2 separate regions of the Anser cygnoides genome follow, and region 2 is linked to region 1. The links are chromatin contacts, called in public Hi-C maps. All regions are on one chromosome and are shown on one strand. The core of a region is the stretch at or near the end of the contact, and the rest is flanking DNA. Distances in the headings are between cores, read along the strand shown. Region 1 holds the start of MGAT5 (alpha-1,6-mannosylglycoprotein 6-beta-N-acetylglucosaminyltransferase). Region 2 overlaps MGAT5 (alpha-1,6-mannosylglycoprotein 6-beta-N-acetylglucosaminyltransferase).

What was found. A called contact is a pair of places that touch in the nucleus more often than the background predicts.
Region 2: a Hi-C map of liver shows a contact between it and region 1, with 2.3 times the contacts expected there. The contact joins the enhancer-like site here to the promoter of MGAT5 in region 1. A contact is called at or near these places in 5 of 7 Hi-C or Micro-C datasets (fetal liver, granulosa cells and liver).

The regions. Positions count from the first base shown.
Region 1 is chr6:34,865,953-34,872,672 of Taihu_goose_T2T_genome, forward strand. It overlaps MGAT5 (alpha-1,6-mannosylglycoprotein 6-beta-N-acetylglucosaminyltransferase), which reads left to right and starts at 3,562. Exons shown (of 17, transcript XM_066999225.1): 1 at 3,562-3,727.
Region 2 is chr6:34,967,012-34,973,731 of Taihu_goose_T2T_genome, forward strand. It overlaps MGAT5 (alpha-1,6-mannosylglycoprotein 6-beta-N-acetylglucosaminyltransferase), which reads left to right. Exons shown (of 17, transcript XM_066999225.1): 13 at 5,903-6,049. Among named protein-coding and RNA genes, the nearest start is that of MGAT5, 100 kb to the left of the region's middle. Within about 2 kb of position 3,215, at least 1 of the 3 cell types and tissues checked has open chromatin away from gene starts, as enhancers often do.

The DNA of each region.
Region 1 (6,720 bases), core at 2,312-4,811:
GGTGGATGTAAAATATGACCATTCTTACTAATTACTATGAAGAGCACAAGACACCGGAGAATCAATCAGATCTATCAAATTTAGACTGTGCCTATGAATATTTTCAATTACATGCCACTTTGCACTGAAATGCCACTGTGATCTCTGAAAAAAAATCTCAATTTTCCTGCAAACACGGAGCTGCTTAATATACTTTTTGCAGATATTACATACCGATTGGAAACGTCTGTTTTGGTACCTAAAAGCAATGGTTTATTTCCTGTTTGATGCCTTAATGCAAAGTTAATGGAAATGTTTGTACAAATACAATTTATATTTACAATGCCTGTGGTAATGGGAAGATCTGTTGGAATACTGATCAGTTTTCTGGTGACAGAACATCATATAACCTAGTTGTTACATTTATGAACAAGGGACAGAAGAAAACCTTCACAGGCGAGGGTCAAATAATAATTAATGGGTTTGGTCTTTTGTGATGGGCAGAGTTTATAATACCTTTAAAAATATGATTCTTTCATGTCCATAAAAATTTGGTGGGAAGGATACAGCTCAAGTCTAACTGCAAAATCTTAACTGCTTTAAAAGCACGGGCTTTACCTGAATGTGGGCAAAGGACAGGAACATTTCCCATTTCCTACTCTTTCGATATTTAATCAGAGTTAAATCGAGGTTATCCTTTAGCAACCTTGAATTGTGAATGAGGGATGAAAGAGAGGGTGATTCTTCAAGATTTCAGTTTGTGATCAGAATACTAGTCGTGTTGAATATGAAAAAATACAGAGCTTCAGAATTATTTTGCATTGTACTTCAAAAAAAAGTCTGAAACATAGATGAGGCCCTGAGAAAGGTGCAATCAGACAAAAAAAGCAAGATACATTCTTGAATAAGACCACACAAGTTTTCTGATCTCCAGCATAGAGGTTGGAGTTATTTTGTGGTAAATGCATTTGTATGAGTAAAGCTGAGGGAGACCTCAGAAAGCTTTACAAGCTTATGTTGGAAGCCTCAGGACACAGCTACTGTGCTTGACAATGAAGAGAGAAACATGCTTTTCAGGAAGGTCTTTCATTTTCTCTTTGTTTCAAACTTCAGTCAGTTTTTCCTTCTTCTTTCTCCTCTTCTTCTTTTTCATTCTATTGAAGTCACATTCAACATTAATAACACAGCACTTGGCCTACCAGCAGAGCCCACCTGGTGTCTGCAAAACTAACAGCTAATGTGTGGGGTTTATACAAGAAGGCAAGAAACCCTGCACAGAAGGTATGGAGACCTTCCAGAGTCCAAACAACAGGACTTTGAAGGAGATGCAGATCACAATGTAGGTTCTCTCTAGTTCCATCCCAAGTGCGTTATTGCTTTGTTCATTCCAGAAGTATAAAGTGATGTAATGCTATGCCCATCTACCTGAGACACGTATGAGCTTTCAACCAGAACCAAGGCAGGAACATTAGAGGTAGTTGACCTCAGAAGAAAGAGATTTCTATATAAAAACATATTTTGTATATTCTCTAATAATAGGTATTTTATAATTTTGCTATTAGGAAAGGAAAACTAAATTTTACAATGACATATATGTGTTGCAATATTGTTATACCTTGCCTCTTGTTATACTTTATACTCTTGTTACGAGTCAAATGCTGACTTGAAGCAGTTCTGGAGTTAGCACTGGTAAATTCTGTGCATTTACATTTTAGGTTATCAACCACTGCTGTTCCATAATCAGAATTTCCCAAAAATCAGTATAGAAAAGTGCAAAAGAATTGGTCTCATAATGTAAACATTCCTTAAATTGTCCCTTCAATGTCTTTTAAGGATTACTTCTGTCCTTTTGTGTTGAGTTCACAGTTAACAAGCAGAACTTCATAAATATGTGACTTTTAAACATAGACTGAGCCCTCTGCTAATCTGAGGCTGTGACACAGCCTACAATCACACAAGGGACTTTTAAAGTTATCTACTTATGGCATATCTATACCCGCGACTTTCAGACACAAAATCAAGCGGGAGAACAGCGTCAGTAGGTGATACATAGAACACCTCTACCAGAACATCGTTTTTTTCTGTATTAATGGGACAGGCCTCAGAGTAAGCTGAAAGACCTCCATGAACAAGAGGTATAGCCAAGACCCTCAATCCCAGCCTTATGCAAAGTTTAAGTGTTCCCACACACGCAACAGACTTACAGATTTATCTTCTTCAACCACCAAATGTGGCCTCACAGGATGTGCTGCAGATATACCTGTGGTGACGCTCAGGAAGCATGTGCAGAGTTATATGGCGGAGTGCGACAGCCCCTGGGAAGCATGTTTCCTGGCTAATCCTTGAACACATAGGTGCCCTTCGGAGACACCCTAAATTCCCGTGTAGCACTCCCACGTGGTTCCTCCCAGCACCCAGAGGTGGTGGGGGATTAGCAGGCAGCATCCTGGAGGTGGAGAGAACTTGTGACTCAGTGATGCAAACAGGCAAGACAAGATGCCAGCATCAGGGCATTGCATTAATTGGCCCTAATGGTCCTAATCAGCCTCTCCTCGTGCTTTCACCCCCCCACACACACACTCTTCTCCTATAGGAAAAGAATGAGCAAGCGTATGGGCAAAGATTTAACCGCGACTTTCTTGCTGAGTGTAGGACAGGCCTGAGAGCTAAATCTCCATAAGCAGTGGCCTACTTGTTACACACTGTAACGAGGAATAAAGAGGTAAATGCCAGCTTATGGTTGGGTTCTCTTAACGCTTTAATGCTGCAGGGATCTCTGCTCTGTCTTCCCTTGGCCTCTTGTCCGCTGTGCTCCGAGGAGCCGTCCTTTCCTCAGAGCGCGTTCCCTGGACAGGGAGCACCCTCAGCCGTGCAGGTCTCACTTCCCTTAATGGATGTGCTTGGCTTGCTCATCTCTGCCAGGTTTCTCCATGTAGCCGTGTCAGACACAAACGCTGTAAAATCGCCGTAACTTCCTAACCCTGTATGCGGGATCACTTCAGAGAGCTATTAGCTAATAACTCCTACTTCTGCCTTTGGACAGGGCTCTGCCGAGGGACTTGCGTTGTTATTTTCTGGGTACGTTACTTCAGCAATTGATCACATCAAACTCAAAAGTGACTGATGAGCGTTACATCACCTCCTTTGTGTGCGCATCCGAAACCACAAGCCTCAGATGAGCGGAAAACAACCGAGGCGCGGTTGCCAGCGCCCTCCCAGCCGCTTTGCCCCCCTGTGCCAGCAGCCTGCCCACAACGGCGGACCCGTGAGGATTCTTCCCCCCCGGGGCAGGAGGCAGGAGGGCGGCTGGAGGAGCGGCGCCGCCCGCCAGGGGTCCCCCGCCGCCCGCAGCCGCCCCCTGACAGAGCGCCGGGCGCTGAGGGGGCGGCGCGTTCCCGCCCTTTCTCCTCCTCCTCCTCCTCCTCCTCCTCCCCGCCGCCTCCCGGCCGGGCTCGCACTTTGCACACGCTCCCTTGCCGTGCCTTCAGCCTGTCATAGGCGCGGGCGGGCGTGCGCGCGCGCATTCCCCCCCCCCCCCGTTTCCCTCCCCTCTCCTTAGGGCCGCGCCGCTCTCCCTCCTCCTCCTCCCCCCTCTCTTCGTCCTCCTCCCCCCTCTCCCTCCGCGCGCGGCACTTTGCAGACGCTCCCTGCGCCCTCCTGCAGGCGGCCCGGCCGCCCCTCAGGCCGCGGGCCCATGGGCGCCGCGCCCCGCCCGCCGCGGGGGGCTGCGCTCGGGCGAGGCGCTGAGGTGAGGCGAGGCGAGGCGGGACGGGGGGCGCCTCACGGCTCCCCCGCCGGGGCCTTGGGGGGCGGCGGGGCCCGGCTGGGAAAGCTGGGGGGGGGTGGAGGGGGGCGCGGGGGTCGTGGGGTGTGGGGGGGAGTGAGGGAAGATGGCCCCCCGGGGTGACGCCCGGTTCTTCTCCTCAGGGCGCCCGCTGCTTCTCCTCAGGGCGCCCGCCGCTCCTCGCCCGCGGCCGGTGAAGTTTGGGGGCGGCGCTGGGTAGGGGCTGGGCACATCAGCCCCTCAGAGCCGCGGCGAGGCGGGTACGTGATGTGCCCTTTATGCTGAGGGCTCGCTGCTGGGCTCCGTGCCGTTGGGGTACCCGCTCCTGTTCCCCTCAGCGGCTCTGCCGCCCGGCCCCGTGAAGTAGTGCGGTAGCTTTCCCCGCGGCGTGACTCGCCGCCCTCGCTGCGGCCACGGAGGGGGGCTCGGTGCGAGCCCCGCACCGCTGCGAGCAGCCTCCCGTGCGGCGAACCCAGCGGGGCGGAGGGGATGGCAGCCGCCGTGCCGGCCCCGCGTCCCCCTGGGCAGCTGGCTGCAGGGGCAGGAAGGCTGCGCCTCCGCTCCCGGATCGATGGGCTGCTCGCGGCTCTTCCCAAATAGTTTTGCCGTTTCGTAAAGGACTGACGATCTCCCTTAATAGGAGGAACCGGTTAGTTCTTGTTGTTCGTTGTTGGAGCCATTTTGCCTGGGGACACTCGGTCCAATGTAGTCGGAATGGGTGATTTACCTTTCCCTTTCTTCATCTCGTGTAATGACTGGGTTCTTCATGAGAAATTTTGCTTACTGCGGGACCCACGGTTCACATAGTTACTGGTGGCTGTGCCAAGCCTAATAGTCGTAAAAAATCCATCACATTTCTTTTTCTGGTGTTTTTATTGCATATAAGGCAACTTGCAGTACTGCTTTCTGCTCTGTACCTGCACAGGAGAATATAGAAAATAGTTTAGTCTTAAGCAGAGCAGTATGTGTATTGAAAGGACCATCTACTCACCTTAATTTAAGGCATATAGACTGTTTTCTCGTTCTCCTATGTAGAATATGGATTTATTTTCTATGAGCAAATAAGGATTAAACAATATATGCGTCCCTTTTCTGGGTGGTAAATCCATCTTGCTGTCTAAGAAGAAGCCAGCTTGTACAGCCTAGAATGAAAAGATGCTAAAAGACCGAGTGGCTGAATACTGAGTGTAAGAAGATCAGGCTGCTTAAGCTCCAGGAACTAAACTGCCTAAAACTTAGGAAGCGGCCAGCAACACTGAGTGCAGATCATCTAAAATCCTTAATCTGCTTCGTGATGTAGAATCTGGCAAAATAATGAGGTGCTCTGGATTCCTGAAATGATTTAGATTAACAACAATTGCTCTCCAGTTTGTCATCTCCTTCCAACCAATATCCCTTCCCTTGATTTAAACAAAAAACAAACAAAAAGTTATACCATCAACTTCTATACTTGAAGTATATGAAGAATTTTAGTAGCACCATTCATTTCAGTCTGAATTTATTTTTTTATTTTTACAAGGTTATGGTTCTGGCATTATATTCTGCTGTCATCTAACAAGTTCGCTTCACTGTTTTAATAAAACTTGCTTATTGTGCAATTTTCCTCCCCATCTTGGCTCTCAAATTTTATTAAAATTCAGAGGTGGTTGACGTTAAGTGCCCTACACTGATGTAGTAACTTGATTATTAGCTGTGTGGTATGTGTTTTGAAGGCTTTTGTGAACATGGCGTTCATATTTTGAGCAGGTTGAATTCTAAAGAAGATTGTCTTAGTGTTTCATGAGAGAATTTGGTTTTATTGATATGAGAAGGGACTGATAAGGGAGATAGAGCAGCAAACGTTACTTTATGGTTACTTGCTGACATTGACGTAGTCTATTGAACAGATGGAGGAAAGAAATCTTATATGATAAATATCAAAAAAGCCAGGTTCTGGTAGTATTTTCATTTACGTCATGTTATTCCAAAAGTGCCTGCTGAACTCGCTTGCTTAGCCGCGTTTGGAACCAGAGCAGTGCTCCTGCAGTCACTTGGTAATGAAACGCAGGAGTAGCTGCTGAAGGAGATGAGCATGCTGCACAGTGCTAATTAGCTGCGAATCTGATGAGGGGAAACTCTTCCACGAACCAAGCAGTTTTGCTATTACTGTGTCTTCAATTTAAGAAATTTCTTAAGTGGTTGGAGTGGTATAATGCCATCCTTTAATCTCTGCTTTTGCAGAGTTAGTATTTACATGTCTCTGCATTTCATATACCATAGGCACTTAAACAAAAAGAAAACCTTTTTGCCTGCAATGCTTCAGAAGGAAAAGTAGACTTTTGTATTTGCCTGTGTGTGTATGCACACACATACTCAAACCCCTCTGATTTTCTTGTTTTAGCCTCCTCTTACTGGTATACATTATTGAATCTGTGAAGGCTTCACTGTGTCTCACTTGAATTTCTTGAACAGCCTGGATGAGTACGATGGCATGTAACTTCTGTGAGAACTAAGTTTTTGTTCGGATCGCGTTCTGGTGGTGGCTTGGTTTCCCTCACTTGTGACTCCATCTTCTTTTGTCAGTTTCTTTTTTTTTTTTTCATGTGCATTGGTAACAGTTACTGTGATCCAGAGCCACAGAAGGAAGGTGAGTAAGGTTTTCTAGGAACTTTTATTAGTTCTGTGAAGGGTTTTGGTTATTGACATAGGAGCTCTAGTTGGACAATGTTTGAGGAGGAACAGCTGTGATTAGAACTAGTGACACAAGTGCTAGCACAACCTCTTGAATGTGTGGCAGCTGCTTTTTGTGACCATGCAAGCTTTCATCAAGGTGGATAGCCTCACTCTTCTGGTCAAGCTGGGATGATAGTTGAGCTGTCTTGAGACAAATTGGCAGGGTTTTGTTCTCGCCTTGCAACAAAAAGAAGTCTTGTTGGTTTAAATCAGGTGGTTCCTTCAAGCCCACGATGCATGCACTC
Region 2 (6,720 bases), core at 1,965-4,464, 100 kb after region 1:
TTGATTCAGTTCCTTCCTCTGTCTTCCTCTGTTCTAGTTGTGCAGAGACAGAAAGAGAGAAAAAAAAGTGTGTGCTTTTTGTGGTATGCTTTGCCTGTGGCCCTGTAGTCAAGGGAGCTCAAGATAAAGGACAGTGTATAAATTTAAATAAATAATTTTTTGTCCAGGAAATCAGAACGCTTTGTTGGATTTTCAGTGCCATTCCCATAATCTTTGTGGAACACTTTACAACATTAAAATGCTTTAGTAGACTACCTTTAAGTAGAACGTTTAACTTTCAGTTGCTGAAATAAATGGGTCGTGTTTAAAATTAGCAAAAATATATGGAACTTACTCTCCATTGCTGATGGTTTCTTGCTGTGCACTTTTACTGAAAGAATCTATTAAATAAGAAAAGAAAAAGCAAGTACTTCTCCAGTCTTCCCACACAACTGTAGAGATCTCCTTTTTGAAATATTTGGGAAAATGATGGTAATTTGACATCTCTGCGTGACAGCTGTTGGCAAATTATGACTTTTTAAAGGCAACCACTGGGTGTATGTACTTGATGCATACAGATACACATAATGTTGCAGATTAAAAAGTCAACATTTACTTTCATCATAGATAATACTGAGATTACACAGCTTTCACCTTCATGGAGTCTGAAATCACTGTGTTAATCATAGTACTAACGTGGGTAGAATATTGACATAGTAATAACCCCAAGTACAAACAATGACTTCTTTCTGGAAAAAACTGCACTCTGTTCACCAAAATAGTAAAATAAGCTAATGAGCTTCTTATTTAGTTGCTGAAGTCCAAATTTACAAAGAACAGTTCATAATACTAGTTATATTTGAGTACACTAGGATGCAACATAATGACAATTTAGGACAAATCGAAGTTAATGCATGCTATGCAGTTTACACAGGGTTTTATGACAGGAAGTGATGAGACTAGCTTTACTCCATGCTTTGACTAGTGATTGCAAGACTGAATGGAAGATACTAGCTTGTGACAGTGAAGCACTCCTGTGCTCAGCAAGTTCCTTATTCTTCACAAACTATTATTTCTGTGAGAAGTGTGGATCCAAGCTGTAGTGTTTTCAGAGCCCTACAGGCATTTTAATGATTTTCTATACAATTGTTGTGTTGTTGGATTTTTTTTTCTCCTAACATTGAGGAAAATTCTTTGAAAACTTACTGTTCTTTTAAACAAGTCACCCAGCTAAAGGAACTTGCACCTGTCAACTTACTTTCCACTGCCTCGTTTTGCCCTTAGACAGCAAAATACCAATAGGTAACAGTCATGATTCTTGATCGGAGCTTTGCAATCCCCAAATTTGGTCCCTAAAGTAGTTGGTACAGGACACAGTTATTCTCAAAAACATGCAGCTGTGGTTTTCTTCTAGAGTACATTACAAAGCAATGTATTTCAGAATAAGTATGCTTTTCAAGCAGGAGGGGGCTGTTTGAGATTCATCATGGCTAGCTCAGCTGTGCAGTGCGTGACAAAAAGTGGAGATGCCAACAGTTCCTGATGAGAAGGTGGAGAGCCATTCATCATGTCAGAGGAAAATAGGGTAGGCAAGCTGGCAGCCTTCCTGCCAACTTAGCTGACTTCCAGCCAAGTGGGCAGCTGGAGGAGTTGGACCAGGCTGGCTTGGAAGAACCAGTACTGAATTGAAGAACGCTCCTCCTTTAGAGAAAGTTTCAGATGCAACTTTCTGCTTCCAGTCACTGTGAATTTTTGAGGGAATCCAGGTTCTTCTATTAAATGAATTTTACATTTTCTGAATGGTGATTCATAAAAGCGGGACCAGTACCCTGTTGAGGCGGTTTGGGAAAATTCCTGCTGCAACGTTGGATAAGCTTAAATAGGAAAATGAACTTTTACTTTTTTTTTATATTGCCTTTTAGGATGTAATATACTTTCTACTTTCACACACTTCACAAAAACAGTTGCATAGACGTTTAACTAGTGAATCTATTCTAAAGGAGTTTCAATCTCAAAAGGATCGACTTTTTCAGAAAGCATTTTATATTCTTGAGGAAAATATATCAAGGTAGTTAACAATAGTCTTTGTTGCCCTTCTCTTTCTGTTGTTCGGAAGAAAATATATAAAGTAGTTCAGTAAGGAGGCATACAAAAGTGATGATAAACCCGCCAGCCCAACAGAATAAATTAAATGAAGTGCACTAAAATTAAAATGGGGAGAGGAAAAGATAAACACTCCTGTTTATGGAAGTATAGCACTCAGTCTCTGGAATATGAAATATTTCTCTTAAATATTGAGCTATTCAGGCCTATACAGTTGCAACATCCATTCCTCATTTTATTCTTTTGCCCATAAATGAGAGACTATTTCTTCAAGTACTCATTTTAATAATGGTCCAATTTGTTGCTGTAAATTTCGTGAATAAATTGCTTAGTGTCAACTGAAAGTCATTGGTTCTAAAGAATACAGAATACATTTTTTTTTTTTTTTTAAATCTGCTTTTTCATGGGAGTGGTTGTAAAGCGCTCGTCAAGTTGGATGTCATGTCAGGGAAGTTTCCATTGAGCTACTACACCATGAAGAGAATGCCAGCATTGTAATCGGACAATTGGCGCCTCGGCTGATGTGGTGCTTGCTGGCCAGCTCCAGAGCCTGAAATTTCCTAACAGGGATTCAGTTCACTGGAAAGGCAGCAGAAAAGGTTCCTCAGGAGCCTTTCTTAAGAAAACCAAGGTACTCCTGCTGAAAGGTTTCAACACCTGCTTTATTTATTTCACTTGGGCAAGTGAGACCCTGGGTTTGATTTATGCAGCCCTACAGTACGGCTGGGTAGCAGACCTTGCAGACAGGGAAGTGGTTTTAAAACATACACACAGAAGGCAAAAAGACAAAACCACCCTGATGCTAATGATCTTTTTACATCTGTATTTTTCTGCTGTTATCTCCCATAGATATACTTTTATAAACTCCTCCTGACAACCATCTTGTTATGTGGCATAAGCATACACCACCTGCTGTGGCATGTGCCCACTGAAAGCGCTGTGTTAATAATAACAGCGTGGCTTTCAAAAACATTTTAAAGTTCAGAAAAACGCTCACACAGAATAAAATGCTTTCAAGAACCAACCTACCAGTGGAGTACAAAGGAATTCCACTCTGCCTAGTAATTTGGCTCCAGCTAATAAAGCAAGGTCAGGGCTGTTCCTGAATGTCGTGTACCCACAGCTACGTTATCAACCTGGACTGGAATTTTTGCGTTACGGACCTCCAGGTGCAGGGTGAAGGTGCCTGTCCTCTGTAGGCTGTGTTATCAGGCGCAGCACCTGGTAAGAGAGCACCCTGGAAGCTGTGGTCAGGAGCCTTATGTAGAGGGATCCTTATGTGGAGGCAGCAGAGGGCATTTATGTCACAAAACAGTGGAAACGCAGTCTGTTCCTAATCTGCCATTTCTCGGGGAGGGAGCCTTCTCTTCCACCCGGCCTTATCTGTACTGAGGATGGATGGTATTTCGCTGGTAGCTGAAAGCAGTTGTCCATTTTTAGTCTTTGTTGTTTCTACTGTATTTTTTTTCCTTCTTTTTCAATTAGCGACTTGCAGCATTTCTGTTACATACCTTTAGGAAGTACCTTGAGGGATTGTTTTAGCCTTTCGGGAAGTAACAAGTTGCATATAATTCAAAGGATTAGCAAATTAGAGTGTCATGCCAATGAGCTATAGAAAGGATCTGAGTTCTCTAATGCTTGCCTTTTGAATCCTAATGAATGTGGCTTTCTTGGGGCAATTAAGATAGTCCTCAGTTTTGATCTTTTTCCCATACAACAATACTTACCAAGGAACTTTAATAAGGCCAGTTTTCAGGAGCAGGGTGGAGATTCAGTTTGGGGGTCTCAGCTGAGCTTATGAAGGTGATGTGATGGAGAGTAATAGAAGACGTTGGAGGGCTGCAAGTAGGAGCTGGGGACTGCGAGCAGCAGCAACCTTGGACTCGGGGCCAGCAGGCAGCACACACAGACCCAGCATCCTAGCCATGAGGAGCATCCTTCTTTATTTCTTCAAAGGTGTGGTGCTGCTTAGAAGTAAGGTTTGAAAATGGATGTGAAACAGGTGGTAGGCTATTTATTATAGATTAAGTGTTGACAGTGTGCTCTATGCTGTCAAAACATAAAAACATGTTTCTTTCCCCATGGAGCTTCCTCCTAAATAAACGGACCAGTCAGACACAAAACTGTTCAGCAGTGCACAGCAGCAGTTTATTAAAAAAGTGGAAGACGAAGCAAACAAACCAGCCTTCTCTACATAACAGGCAAACACAGGATCATGGGAGAATTGATGCTTCAGGTGGTTTTAATTGCTGGTTCTCATCTGGTTGTCTGCTTGAACTAGGGAGTAGTTAAAAAATAATAATAATAATAATAATAATGATAATGATAATGACAATAATAACATCCTGTGTGCAGATTGCATGAAATGGTTTCATGTCTGTAATCCATTATTTTCAGGAAACTGGAGTTCCTTTAAATTAAGCCTCTTGAGGTGAAAGTCAGTATGTAACTCTTTTTTCTGACAGAAAGGTAATATATCTTATGCCATATATAAAACCCAAATTTACATAATCTAGCTTTAGTGGAGCTAGGCTTTCAGATCTGTTTTTGTCAGCCACTGGAGAGTTTCCTGCAAGATTTCTCAGCAATATAGCTGAGAAACATTTTGCAAGTGGGTGACTTTTTTTTAACCTGAAAATTGGAAACTGAAAGACCAGTATTCAGTTCCGTGCAGTGAAAATTGCATGTTCTCAAACGAGGTGAGAGGTGTTAACTTTCTTTTTAGCCAGCCAACTTGGAATTTGAACTGTTGTCATGGGTCAGAGGAGTGAGGCTGCAGTGCCTGTGCCCAGCCCGACGTGCATCAATGCCGCGGCTGGCTCCTGGAAGGGGCCTTCGGTTGTGAATGTCCTGTTACTCGGATTCACTGCCGCGTTGCAGAAAACGTAATGTAGAATAGTATAATTTGAATGGTTCTAAGTTATGAATACTTGATTCTAATAGTTACGAAGATTCCCTTTTGTTTTGAAAAAATGGGCAGCTATATAAGTGCATGCATGTACGTGAAGTCATTCAGCAGTGCTGAGAACTTGCTGATACCAGAGCTTTTCATCTCCCATTATCCGCAGACTTCCAAATAAAAATATTTAATTCAGGGGGTTTAATCATGCTAGGCCAAGAACAGGGTCAAGATCTTAATAAATGCTGTGCCACTGACAAAATATTACATTTCTTTGCGTTGAGGAAAAACACTGCCTTTTAGGAGCGCCTGTGATCTCAGCTGACAACAAGAAGAGCTTTGCAGTGCATTTTTTCTCCTTCCATTTGCCTTGGGGGCACTGAATCCACCGAAGCCTATGTAAGCCCTTGCTGACTACTTACAGCGTCTTCAGCTGCTGTTTGCTGCCATCTACCGTTTTAATTAGACTTAATCAGTCTGGCAGGAGCATGGTCGTACTGGCAAAGCCAGCAAGTTGGCTGATGTGGGGGAGAGGGGGAAGACAGTAGTGTAGCTGTTCAGGGAGGTTAGTGCTGTAAAACCTGGACCTGCCAGAGAGCCCAGCAGCTTCGTGTGAACACTGATCAAACTACCAAAGGACTTTTTTCCCCACAAAAAAATGAAAAGGTCTGTTGTTGCCTCAGCCACATGAGAAAACGCTTCAGCTCATTACAGAAGATTTTGGTCAGATGTTTGACAAGACATTCCAGTACTGCTTGGGTATGAGGAGTGAGCCACTGGATCCCTCAAGTTTTCTTCTTAATGTTACATTTTTTAGGCTTGTACATTTTGAATGTGTTATTGTTTCTTTTATGTTAGTTCTTAGCTTTTGATTTTTGTAAAGAACAAAGATTAAGATGGTCTATGTTTTCTGTTTTTCAGCTCTTTGTTGGTCTTGGATTTCCATATGAAGGGCCTGCTCCTTTAGAGGCTATTGCTAATGGATGTGCTTTTCTGAATTTAAGATTTAATCCACCAAAAAGTAGCAAAAACACAGAATTTTTCAAAGGCAAGCCTACACTCCGAGAGGTAAGCTTTGTTAATACTGGTAATTTCTTTGTGGAAAATTATTGTGAATTTCTTTTTAATACATAGTATAGGAAAAGTCACGTACATGTTCACCATTCATCACAAAAAGTGTACAACTGTCACTTTCCTTAGCCAACGATGGGATTGTCAGTCCTTATTTTTAAAGCATAATCAAAAATTTTCATTCACATACTGTAAAGCTTTACCTCTGTGTCTGTGCATTCTGCTAATGTTTGTTGAGAGACCATAAACAGGAATTTCATTAGGACACCTGATCTTCTGACCTGAACAGGTCACCATCTCTGGAGGCATTCGGAAGAGGTGTAGATGTGGTGCTTAGGGACATGGCCCAGTGGTAGACTTGGCAGTGCTAGGTTAATGGTTGGGCTTGGTCTTAGAGCAAGGACTTTTCCAGCCTAGGTGGTTCTATGATTCTGTGTCCTGTGATGCTGATGCATCATTTGAAAGTTTTTTGTTTAGCTGAGGAAACATTACTGTATACTTCTCAGGAATTGAATCGGTGTTTAAGTAAATTATAAAATAGCATTTCTGGGTTGTTGTATGTGTGTTTTTTTCCTTCAGAAAAGATCTGCTCAAGGCACTGTTGAGCGCTGGTATTAATGCTAACAACCCGCTGCGTTTGTAGTTGAACACTGAATAAATTTGGAGAA